2 separate regions of the Anser cygnoides genome follow, and region 1 is linked to region 2. The links are chromatin contacts, called in public Hi-C maps. All regions are on one chromosome and are shown on one strand. Each heading gives the region's core, a stretch centred on a gene start, on an enhancer-like site or on the middle of the called end of the contact. The rest is flanking DNA. Distances are from core to core; before and after follow the strand shown. Region 1 holds the start of UBE2N (ubiquitin conjugating enzyme E2 N). Region 2 overlaps CRADD (CASP2 and RIPK1 domain containing adaptor with death domain).

Region 1 (5,383 bases), core at 1,445-3,944, 98 kb after region 2:
GTCTGTCCATTTTTGCAAAATTCACAAGGAATTGCTGCCTTTAATTTCTCCAGCTATATCCTGATATCTGTTTGATGCTGACAAGTACATACTTGGGTTTCTGGGTTACTGGCATAGGTGAAGGTGAAGGCACAGGAAGGGTGAAATGGGACCATTTGGTCCCTTAGCTGTCCATTGTATTATGTGAAATTTACACAACATGGAGAGAACAATTTTTAAAATAACCTAAACATATGCATTCCTTCTGCATGTCAGCATACCTGCTAATTCAAAATGAAGACTCCTCGTTATTACTGGGTGTCATAGCAACATGATTACAAATATGTGCAGTTATTCATGAAGCTGCAAGATTATATGAATGTTAATGTCCTCTTTTAACTAACCTTCTGTCCTCAGTTTTCTCTCCTGCCTCCCTAAGCAAAGTTTGCTGTAATCCCTTTTCTCAAAAGCAATTAGATTCTATAACCCATTCTCATACTGCTCAGTGGTAAGCAGTTATTTGTATAGATCAGCAGTACATTGTGGTCATCACTAGATTATGTTAATTCATTTGCACCAATGCCACTGCTTTCCCAAGGGGCAGACATTTTGAGAAGGCATTACTGCGTTTATGGCTTTTATAATTTACTGCGAAGTAATCCTTCATTTGTGAAGATATGAGTTCTACATATGGCTCTTAAATGTAGCCTCAAAATTCTTCAAAATAAACAAGGTTTCCTCAAGAGCAGTTTTCGTACCACACAAGATCTAAACCACCCATGTGAGCCCAGGTCTGAGGTTTACTTTTGCCCATGCAAAGAATGTCTCGAATGCAATACTTTTTGTTTAGACTATTTGCTCCTGCAGAGGGGTAGGAAGCTGTGCTACCGTCATTTGGAAGGGATTTCACATCTCTGTGTGAAAAAACTCAACCAACTAGTAAATCGCCAAGACTGCTGCCACCAGAATCAAACACTAAAGCACTGTGCATCCTTAGAAGGAGAGCCCTAGCAGCCTAGATGATAATTGTTTACTGTAAGGCACCAGATATGCTATAGATACTGTAATATATGAAGCTAGGAAAAAAAAAAAAAAAAGCAAACATCCAGCTGAAGAAACACATTATCTTAGAAAGGCTTTTTTCCACCTTACTTTTTTTTTTTTTTCTTTGCTAGAGCTCATCATTTCACCTTTTTTGGATGAGATGGCAAGTACTACGAAGGCACTGAGTACACAAAAGTATACACTCAGTCTAGTTTAGTAGTAGCAACAAGCTGTAATAAAGTAAAAAGGAAAATCCACAATTAAAGAATTAAAAATAGGTATAACTAGCAAGACCGGACTTTGCTGAAGGACCACATCTAAACACAGCCATTTCACAAGCTCAGTAATGAATGCAAATGAACTCACCCTTCTCCACTGCAGGATGAGGGTGTGTTATTGATGAATCCTTTAAGCTCCAATTCTGCAAATGTGCTTCCATGCACTTTTCTTGCTGTATGTCACGTTATTGTTGATTTTATTGACTTCATAGAAAGTTACATCCATTAATTTAGCAGAGCAACTAAGTGTTTAAAGGGACAAACATGTACATAAGAGTGCACAGCAATTATGGTTTTTTTTTTTTTCTCATGAATTTATTCATGAATTTATTGGAATTACTGCTTTATTCAACAGCTAAGGAGATCAAATAGTGTAGAACAATGTAGTTGTTAGTTGCCTTCTGTAGCGAGAAGGATAAAGAAGGAAAACTAGGTAAGTTTTGGGGAAGTATTGTGGGGAGGGTGAAGTTTTCAGCTTAGAGGAGACTGAGGGGAGGCCTCATGGTAGCCTGCATGAGGGGAGCAGAGGGGCAGGCGCTGAGCTCTGCTCTCTGGGGACAGCGACAGGACCCGAGGGAACGGCATGGAGCTGGGACAGGGGAGGGTCAGGCTGGGGGTTAGGGAAAGGTTCTGCACCCAGAGGGTGGTCGGGCACTGGGACAGGCTCCCCATGGCAGCGGTCACGGCAGTGAGCATGCATTTGGAGAAGTGTTTGGACAATGCTCTCAGACATGTGATTGATTTGGGGGTTGTCCTGTGTGGAACCAGGAGCTGGACTCGATGCTCCTTGTGGGTCCTTCCTGCTCAGGATGTTCTGTTAATTAATCCTAAGGAGGGAGGTGCACCACATCTGACACGTGCTTCATGTTATTGTAGCCACACAATATGCGTTGATATAAATGCTTAAATTTTAGGACATAGAACACGTTGGCAGTACCTGTGGTAGGAATGTGTCAGCAGTTATGCAGTCAGGATTTGCCAGTGTCAGAGACCTTTCCTTTCCACCATGGCATAGGCCATCTAGAAGTCCTGTTCATGACCTGGGAGAAAACACTTGACAGGGAATTGTGCGTGCAGCATCCTGTTCCTGGCCGTGCTGCTAGCCTGCTCGGTAACCTCTGGCGGTGGTTTCACCTTTCCGTGCTTTTATTTCCCACCCGTACAGCAGCGATAACGCTGGGTGTTACTGCTGGAATGCAGCTGTACAGCTGGGTGTCATGGGATGCTCGAGAAATAATGGTGTTTGTGTAAGTGACCTCTAACTTCTACGGCATTTGTCTGTCAAGAAGGATGAAAATCCACTTGGAGGGCTTGAGTAACACAAAGGCAGTACGTTTGGAGGTGCTTTTGCGACACTTTAGCGGCTGAAATCAGGAATAGCACGCGTTATCCCACCGACAGGCCGAGGAAACCCCAGCCCCGCCAGCGCCGGGCGGCGCCCCGGGCTCTGCGGGGCGCGGCCGGGTGCGGCCCTGCGGGCAGCGCCCGCTCCCCGCGCGCGGCCGGCCGGGGCCTACATTGCCCGTCGTGCCGCGCCGAGGGCGGTGCCAGCGGAAGCGCGGCGCGGGCGGCTTCCGGCTGTGCGCGATCCCCGGGCGGAGGCGAGCCCGCGAGCCTGCTCCCGACGAGACAAGATGGCCGGGCTGCCCCGCAGGATCATCAAGGTACCGCGGCCGCACCGCCGCCCGCCTCTCCCCTTCCCTCCCCTCCCCTCCGGGTCCCCTCCGCCCGCCCCGCTGCTGCTCCGCCGCGCTCCCGGGGAGCTGCGCCCGGGGGGCACCGGGATGCGCGCCCCCCCCCCCCCCCCCCCCTTCCCTTCCTTCCCTTCCTTCCCTTCCCTTCCTTCCCTTCCCTTCCCCCCCGCGGCGGGGCTCGGCGCGGGGACGCCCCGGGGCCCGGCCCCCATCCCCGCGGTGCTCGGCCCTGCCCGGGCGGGCGCGGGCCGTGGCGGGCGGAGGGGGCCTGCCCGGGCCTGCGAGCCGGAGGCCTGCTGCTGGCGGCTGGGCGCCGGGCTCCGCTGCGGCCCCGGGGCGCTCCCCGCCGCCCTCGGGGGCGATTCCGGCGTGGTTTGAGCGAGGCGGAGTCGCCCAGCGCGGGGACAGGGGCTGCTGCGTGCCCCCAGCCGGCCCCCCCGTGGCCCGGTCCTGCAGCCCCTGTAGGTGGTTGCTGGGCTGAATCCCCCCAGCCCCGCTCTGTCTGCAGCGGTGGGGTTTGAAGTCCTCGAGTCGTGGCTGCTAACTGCTTTTACAGGGGTTACTAACTTGCTGCATTAAGGTTCGTTAGTAGTCAGGGGAAATCGTAGCGCCCCGTTTCTCTTCCAAATGAATGAATGTCACAGATAACTCGCGGTGCTGGGAAGCTCTTCTGGTTGGGCATGCAAAGCGGCCAGCCACCATAAAACACCATAACATGGCAAGTTAATGATGCAAAAATAAAACCGGATTGTTGTTAAAACGATCGATTTATGGGATAGATGATAGAGGAGTTGAGGTAAAAATGAGACGGGCTTAGGATTCATTGTGTATCAAAGCGGTTAAACTATGACTGCTGCTCAGAAACGTAAGCATTCGTAAGGCACATCTTACAAGAGTGATTTTGGTAATCTAGCTGCCTTGGTTCACAGCATACAGTGCTGAACGTATTTCAGGTGCGACAAAACAGTTTCATAACACAGCAGAACCAGGATTCATCACAGAGATGTGGTGAGAGCTCACTCATGGAGCTGATGCCCATGTTAGATTTTTCTGTAGCTTTTGACAATTTTCCTGCGCGCAGCCAAGAAGCGCACCCACTTGTAAGCTGGTACATACGTTTCCTTCTTGGCACTTTTGTTTTTTCAGCTTCTTTTGGAAAAAAAATATAGAGCAATGCTCACAGCTCTTTTCCGAGATAGGTGATGGCACAGGAATGTTTTATCCCATCCGTGGAGATGGATGGGTGGGCACATGCTCCTACCAGCAGAGTCCTGGAAGCTCCATATTTCCTCCAGAGGGGTCTTCCTTAGACTCTACCAGGAGTAATGTCTGTTACAGGGCAGTGTGTATTGTGGGTTGTGCCCCGTGTATGCATTATGGGTTGTCTGCATGCAGTCTACAGCTTCTGAGTCTTGATTTGGTTGTGTTGGGTGACCCGTTCTGTATCTCCCATGCTGTGCATGCATTAGGACGTCAGATGTATGTATGGTCTAGGATTTGAATCTGGCTAGTCATCGCAGTCCTGAATGCAGAAAGCAGTATTTTGAACTATCACAGCTGCAGAGGTGCAGGCCTAGCAGTAAGTCCGCTTGAGTCTTCAGGAGTCTCAAATGAGGGTGGATTTGATGTTTGCTGTCCTACTGATCCTAATGTAGGAGTTACATATCCCAACGTTGGTTGCCTTACATGAAGGGCAGTAAATGAACTTTGCTGCTAGTGCGAATTTGAAAGATGAGGGAAGGAACTGGAAGAGAGAAAGATGGGTCAGAGGATAGAAGGGGGCTACTGAAGGCTAAAAGAGCTGCAGTACAAGGTGCTCCACCAGAAGCCATTTCTCTCCAATTCACTACGGATCCTGTTAGCAGAAGCCCTTTTCACCTTGATCCACGTGCAGCCTTCGCGCCCTCACCTGGGGGAGGCGCAGCAGTGGCCAGCTGGGCGTAGGAGCACGCACCCACACCAGGCCAGGGCGCGGAGCCCAGGCAGCTGCCCGAGGTGCGCCTGGTGGTGCTGGGCTGCTGGCACGCGGCCTGGCTCTCGGGGTGACTGGCGGCCCCGCGCTCTCCTCGGCTCAGCGGAGAGCTCTATTTATATTGTCAGTACTACCCCACGCTCGTTTGAAAGGTGACGGTGTAGATGTGGCAAAGTATTTCTTGCAGAAGATAAGGGATTACTCCCGGCTCGCTATATGCCAATTACTTAGAAACACAGGCTTTAAACAAGTGGGGTGGATGATCTGTACGCTCAGGAGATGATTTGCTTTGGAGGTGTGGCTTACAGCGTTAACACATCGCAAATGTTGAGCAGAAAATGATATCTGAGTCCTTGAATGTATAACTGGAATTGGAGAAACTTTCCTCTTGTGAATAGAGAGGAGGTATTTTGATT
Region 2 (5,526 bases), core at 2,879-5,378:
AGGATTTCTGGAGTCTTGGTCATGCACCATAATTGCAAAATCATGCTTCCTGTCTTCCACGTACACAGCAAGTCTTCCTTCTCCCTCCATCCCAGAGGGGATGGGATTATTAGGAATTTCCTTAAGCTTCCCTTGCTTTTTTTCTTTCCTCTTTCCTTACCCTGACAGCAAAAAAAGATCACACCATTAAAGGTAGTCTGGACTTTTGCTTCCAAATACCTTTCGGTATGGATAGGACCAAAAACCAATGGAATAACCAAGCGAGTCACCCTATTATGCAACAGATGGTTAAACTATTTGTGTCGGTAAACTGTGGCTTTCATTCCTCTGAAGGCTGCTTTCCTCCAGGGGATTCCAGTAACTGGACTAACTGAAGTGTGTTTTGACAAGTTATAACAGCACAGAAAACCCACCTATGAAATTACATCCTGGTAGCATCTTCCAAAGTAAACTGAAATCTTGGTATCACAGCTCATTTGGGAAACTACTCTGTTTTCATTTGTTATGAGAACATAGCTTGAGTTTTTTTGTAGATAACAACTGTTCTTATACCTAATGATATGGCTTAATCTCCTCCAGAACTAGGCTTTTGCACCAGCACGGGCCCTGTAGGATCATCTCCTGCAATTCTCACCATAATAAGAATAATTTATTTTCATTTTCAGTCTTAATTTATTTTCATCTGCTTTCTTTCACTGTATGTAATTCCCTCACAAAGTCACCAGATCATCTCCAATGTTGTCTGTCTGTCCCCAAGACGCAAACTAATCAAAGAAAATGCAAACAAGGTGCCAGTGTAGATGCCATCCCATTGGGTAGAGAGGGACACCAGCAAAGTTAAAATGAGGGTGGAAAGGCCTTGCAGAGGGATCTGGATAGGTTGGAGAGCTGGGCGATCACCAACCGCATGAAGTTCAATAAGAGCAAGTGCCGGGTCCTGCACCTGGGATGGGGAAACCCTGGCTGCACGTACAGACTGGGCGATGAGACGCTAGAGAGCAGCCTAGAAGAGAGGGATCTGGGGGTCGTGGTAGACAGCAAGTTGAATATGAGCCAGCAGTGTGCCCTGGCGGCCAGGAGGGCCAACCGTGTCCTGGGGTGCATCAAGCACGGCATCGCTAGTAGGTCAAGGGAGGTGATTGTCCCGCTCTACTCTGCGCTGGTGCGGCCTCACCTCGAGTACTGTGTGCAGTTCTGGGTACCACAGTATAAAAAGGACATGAAACTGTTGGAGAGTGTACAGAGGAGGGCTACGAAGATGGTGAAAGGCCTGGAGGGGAAGACGTACGAGGAACGGCTGGGGTCACTGGGCCTGTTCAGCCTGGAGAAGAGGAGGCTGAGGGGAGACCTCATCACAGTCTACAACTTCCTCGTAAGGGGGTGTCGAGAGGCAGGAGACCTTTTCTCCATTAACACCAGTGACAGGACCCGCGGGAACGGGGTTAAGCTGAGGCAGGGGAAATTTAGGCTCGACATCAGGAGGGGGTTCTTCACAGAGAGGGTGGTTGCACACTGGAACAGGCTCCCCAGGGAAGTGGTCACTGCACCGAGCCTGTCTGAATTTAAGAAGAGATTGGACTGTGCACTTAGTCACATGGTCTGAACTTTTGGGTAGACCTGTGCGGTATCAAGAGTTGGACTTGATGATCCTTAAGGGTCCCTTCCAACTCAGGATATTCTATGATTCTATGATTCTATGATTCTATGAAAGTTCAAGGCTCAAGCAATGCTATTCTGAGAAAGGCTTCTGACTACTAAAAATGTGCTCCGCAGTAGTGCCGGTGAGCCCTAGCCATGTGCTGGTGAGGCCTGTCAGGCACAGCGCCTGTTCCTATCGCGTATGTTTTCTCGGTTTATTCCCTTAAACCAGAATCCTACCGGTCTCAGACTGCCATGGCGAGAAAATACGCAGTGGGTGGGAAGCTCTTGCAGAAGTGAGCGGGCCCCCTCGCGCAAAGCACCGCCACCAGGCAGAGAAGCAGACCCAGAAGAGATGAGTGCCGGCTTGCACAAGTCCCGAAGTTGCTGACTACTGAAAGCAGGAACAATAAGCACAAGGGTGACTCTGTCTGTGTCCTGCTCTTGCGTTCCTCCAAAAGAATTTGCCGCTGCCTGTTCTCGGAGAAAGATCTTTGATTGCCATCATTGCAATTGTTAAAAGCAGATAATCTTTGACATTTGTGACTGTGCTTTCCCCTGTCCTGACCAACACGTGTGCCAGCAGGATTGGGAAACAGCCTGCACAGGGTGGGTAGGGGCAGAGAGCAGCTGGATCCAAGCTAAATAGAGAATAACCAGTCCAATTCCTCCCTGTTAAACCCGAGCTTTTTGCATCGTGACCGAGTTTAGGCTAGAACCTCTTTAATATGGGGCAATGCTTTATATACAAGTAATTTAGGATTCAGAGGGCAGATGGCTCCAGTTCCAGTAACCACCTCTTCTTCCTCCGGTAAGCTTTAAAATGCTAGTGGTTAGAGCATTTTGGACAGGGAGGGACGGACTGACTCAGTTCCTACTCCCAAGCGCAGTTGCAGCCTGGACGAGTGAGCACATACGATCAATATCCATCAGGAAAACAAAGGAGACAGAGGCCGTGAAAAGGAAGGAAGTCGCACACTAAAACATTTCATTTTTCCATATTTTTCCTCACAAATATCCCAAAACATAACGCAGACAGATTTTTTGCAGAAGTGACCAGGATTTATTAAAGACAGGATATTGATATGAAACATTCATGACCCTCAACAGTATTTCTCTTGGATGGAGTAATGAAGTGAATTTATTACATACCAGTGCCAAGAAGCTCATAATAAAAATACAGATTATAGTTCTCAGATTCATCAACTCAAACCAGATATTTCTGAAAAAAATATGCTGCAGCAGCAGGAAGAATGTAAGTCTCATAAGTTACTTGGGTTACCAAAGCTGCATGTGAAATACGTATTTTATCCAACAACAGGATAAAAAGTAAATGATTTGATTTTAAAATTCCGGAACAAAGGCACTCTGTGAAGACATGAGAAGGAGAACCCTTGTTGTGTTATCCCAGGTGTGGGGCGTAAGGGGGAAGATATATAGTTATGTTGGACACGGACAAAGCAAGCAGAGATTTTATTGCATTGCCAAGTTGCTGATTTTACGAGACTTGAAATAAAACAATAAAAGATGGATAAAGCAAGATAGAGAAATACAGTATCTTCTCAGGAAGCTTGGCTTCAGAGAGGATTCAGACAGAACACGGCCACAGCAGAGCTTGCCATTGATCCTGCCCTGATCGCTCGCTCTCCTATTCTCTTCCGCTTCTGACCTTTGCTTCTTTCTCTGCTGGGCAGTATCTGTGGGGGAATCAGCCAAGGAGGATCCATTTATTAAATTCTTAATAGTGAGCTTTGAATATTTCATTCAGCTTCCGCCACGCTCTCTGCAAAATGGGAATATCCCTCTTCAAAACGTTCCCAGAGCCTGCCTGCATCGCATCTGCATGGTCTGCGTGGCTTCGGGAAGACTGAACACATCAGCGTGCTGTGCAAGAAGGAACTCATACATCTTGAGGCGTGACTGAAGGCACTGTCACACGGAAAGCTTCCACACATCACTGTGTAAGGGACCAACCCTTTAACGACTCAACACTCTTCATAGGCAGACATGCTACCAAGGGGAGAAGTTTATTTTGAAGTTAGTGCCGAGAATTTCCAGGGTTTCTAATTCCTCACTTCTTCCAGCCCATCCTCAGGAAAAGCAATAAATAAATAAATAAATAAATAAATAAATAAAGCAAAGAAAAATAAATCAAAGCAAATACCATGGTGCTTCTAATTTCCCTCCAATACAGAACAGGCAAAAAAGCATTTAAAACTGCTTTAGGTTTGGGAAATTACTAATCATGAGATCTCAAGTGTGTGTCTGTGTTTAGCAGAGAATGTAATGGAAAAAAAAATAAGAGTATTAGTGACTATCCAAGAAAGATTTCAAGAAAACAGGGTGGAAGGGAGTTTGTTTGGATTTAATGTTTCCCCAGCAGCATCTCTAATCCAAACATTACACCACAGGTCAAATGGAGGGGAGCCAGAAAATGAAGCACATTAAAAATAGCCCTTAAAAAGGAAAGTGAAAGTGACCGGTCTCATTCCACCTTTTGTGACCATGAAATGCACATTCTGTGATGAAAACCAAATTTGGGCTCTGGTGCCATCACTGACTGTACGTAAATACAGCAACCTATGCATGCGCAGTCCAACAGAAAAATACAGAGGCAGCTTTAAAATTCTTCCAGACTTAGAAATCCGAGGTGGTATTACTGCTTGTAAGTAAACTTACATTAAAATATTTCTTTTTTTAACTGATAGGATTGATTTAGAAATCGCGTTATATCAAAAAGCTGTCACATGTCAGTTTTAAATACATTAACTTAGTTCGACAAGTCAGCGCTATAAAAACGAAACAAATATTATGCCACATTTGAAATACAATGAACTGTCCTCAGCCCGTTGTCCTAGCGCTTCCAAGCCGCCTCCTCGCAGGCAGAGAAGTTCAGCAAAGCTCTCACGAGGCTGCCTGCCACCAAGACCAGAGAAAAGGCATCTGGCAGCTGCCTTGGTAGCAATTTATAGCCATAAGGTTAAGTCTTCACAGCCCTGTATCCGAGCTAACAGCCTGGTTCACACATTGCAGTACTCAGTTTTCTTCTGGGTGCTCCTTTGAACTGAAGGAAATTAACCTTTTTTAATGTTTGCTAACACTCAGACTTTGCATCCTGATGCTGATAGAGTCTCATTTCGCCTTTATTTCAGGGGGCCAGGAATTAGAAGAAGTTAAGGGGAGAAAAAGCATCGTGGCCATGGAAGGCAGTGCCATTGCCCCTAGCAGATCCACCCAGACAGGAGAACCGCAGTCCCCCTCAGAGCCTCTCAAACTGTTGCAAAATGCCTGTAAGGCATCTTTTCTCTCTTCTCCAGGTGCTCCTTGAGAACGAGACGTGCACCATTAAACAGGGAGCCAGAGGGTTAAGCACCACATTGCCTGAAGGGCAGAGCACTGGACAAGCAAAGAGGCCTGAACAAGCAAAATGCCTTAGTCAAAGAAAAGGCAATTCCAAACTTCTTGTCACTGAGGAAAAAAAAAGCGATCTCACCAGAGGATGAAATGACCAGCAACTTGCAGCAACAAAACAAGAACTATTTGAGCGAAAAATCTGAAGCATTCTCAGGGAGTGCTGACAAAGCTTGAAAAAATTAATCTCTCCTGAGGCTGGAGGGAGACTCCCTGAGAGGGGGGACACCTGCCCATCCTGACGTGTCATCTTGTGGGAAAAGCAGCTAGGGAGAAAAAACCGAGCAAAGGCGAGTTCTCTATTCTGGAATTCACCCAGACAGGGAAACTTGTTCAAGTGCTGCAAGCTGATCACTTGAGGCTTCTGAAAGGAGCAAGCTCTGCATCTCTTAAAAGGAACAAGCTTCATGTAAACAGCGCTCCGGGGAAAAGACGTTGATGAAAGGTATTGTGCTGCGTGCTTAACATGAAAAGAGA

Evidence for each region. Hi-C and Micro-C count contacts between places; a contact is called where the count stands out from the background.
Region 1: a Hi-C map of liver shows a contact between it and region 2, with 6 times the contacts expected there. The contact joins the promoter of UBE2N here to the enhancer-like site in region 2. A contact is called at or near these places in 2 of 7 Hi-C or Micro-C datasets (both in liver).

Annotation. Positions count from the first base shown.
Region 1 is chr1:48,973,199-48,978,581 of Taihu_goose_T2T_genome, forward strand. UBE2N (ubiquitin conjugating enzyme E2 N) reads left to right here and starts at 2,695. Exons shown (of 4, transcript XM_066995095.1): 1 at 2,695-2,965. The coding sequence starts at 2,936.
Region 2 is chr1:48,873,898-48,879,423 of Taihu_goose_T2T_genome, forward strand. All of the region lies in intron 2 of CRADD (CASP2 and RIPK1 domain containing adaptor with death domain), which reads right to left. Among named protein-coding and RNA genes, the nearest start is that of CRADD, 55 kb to the right of the region's middle. Within about 2 kb of position 4,129, at least 1 of the 3 cell types and tissues checked has open chromatin away from gene starts, as enhancers often do. A contact at or near this core is called in liver, where this site is marked.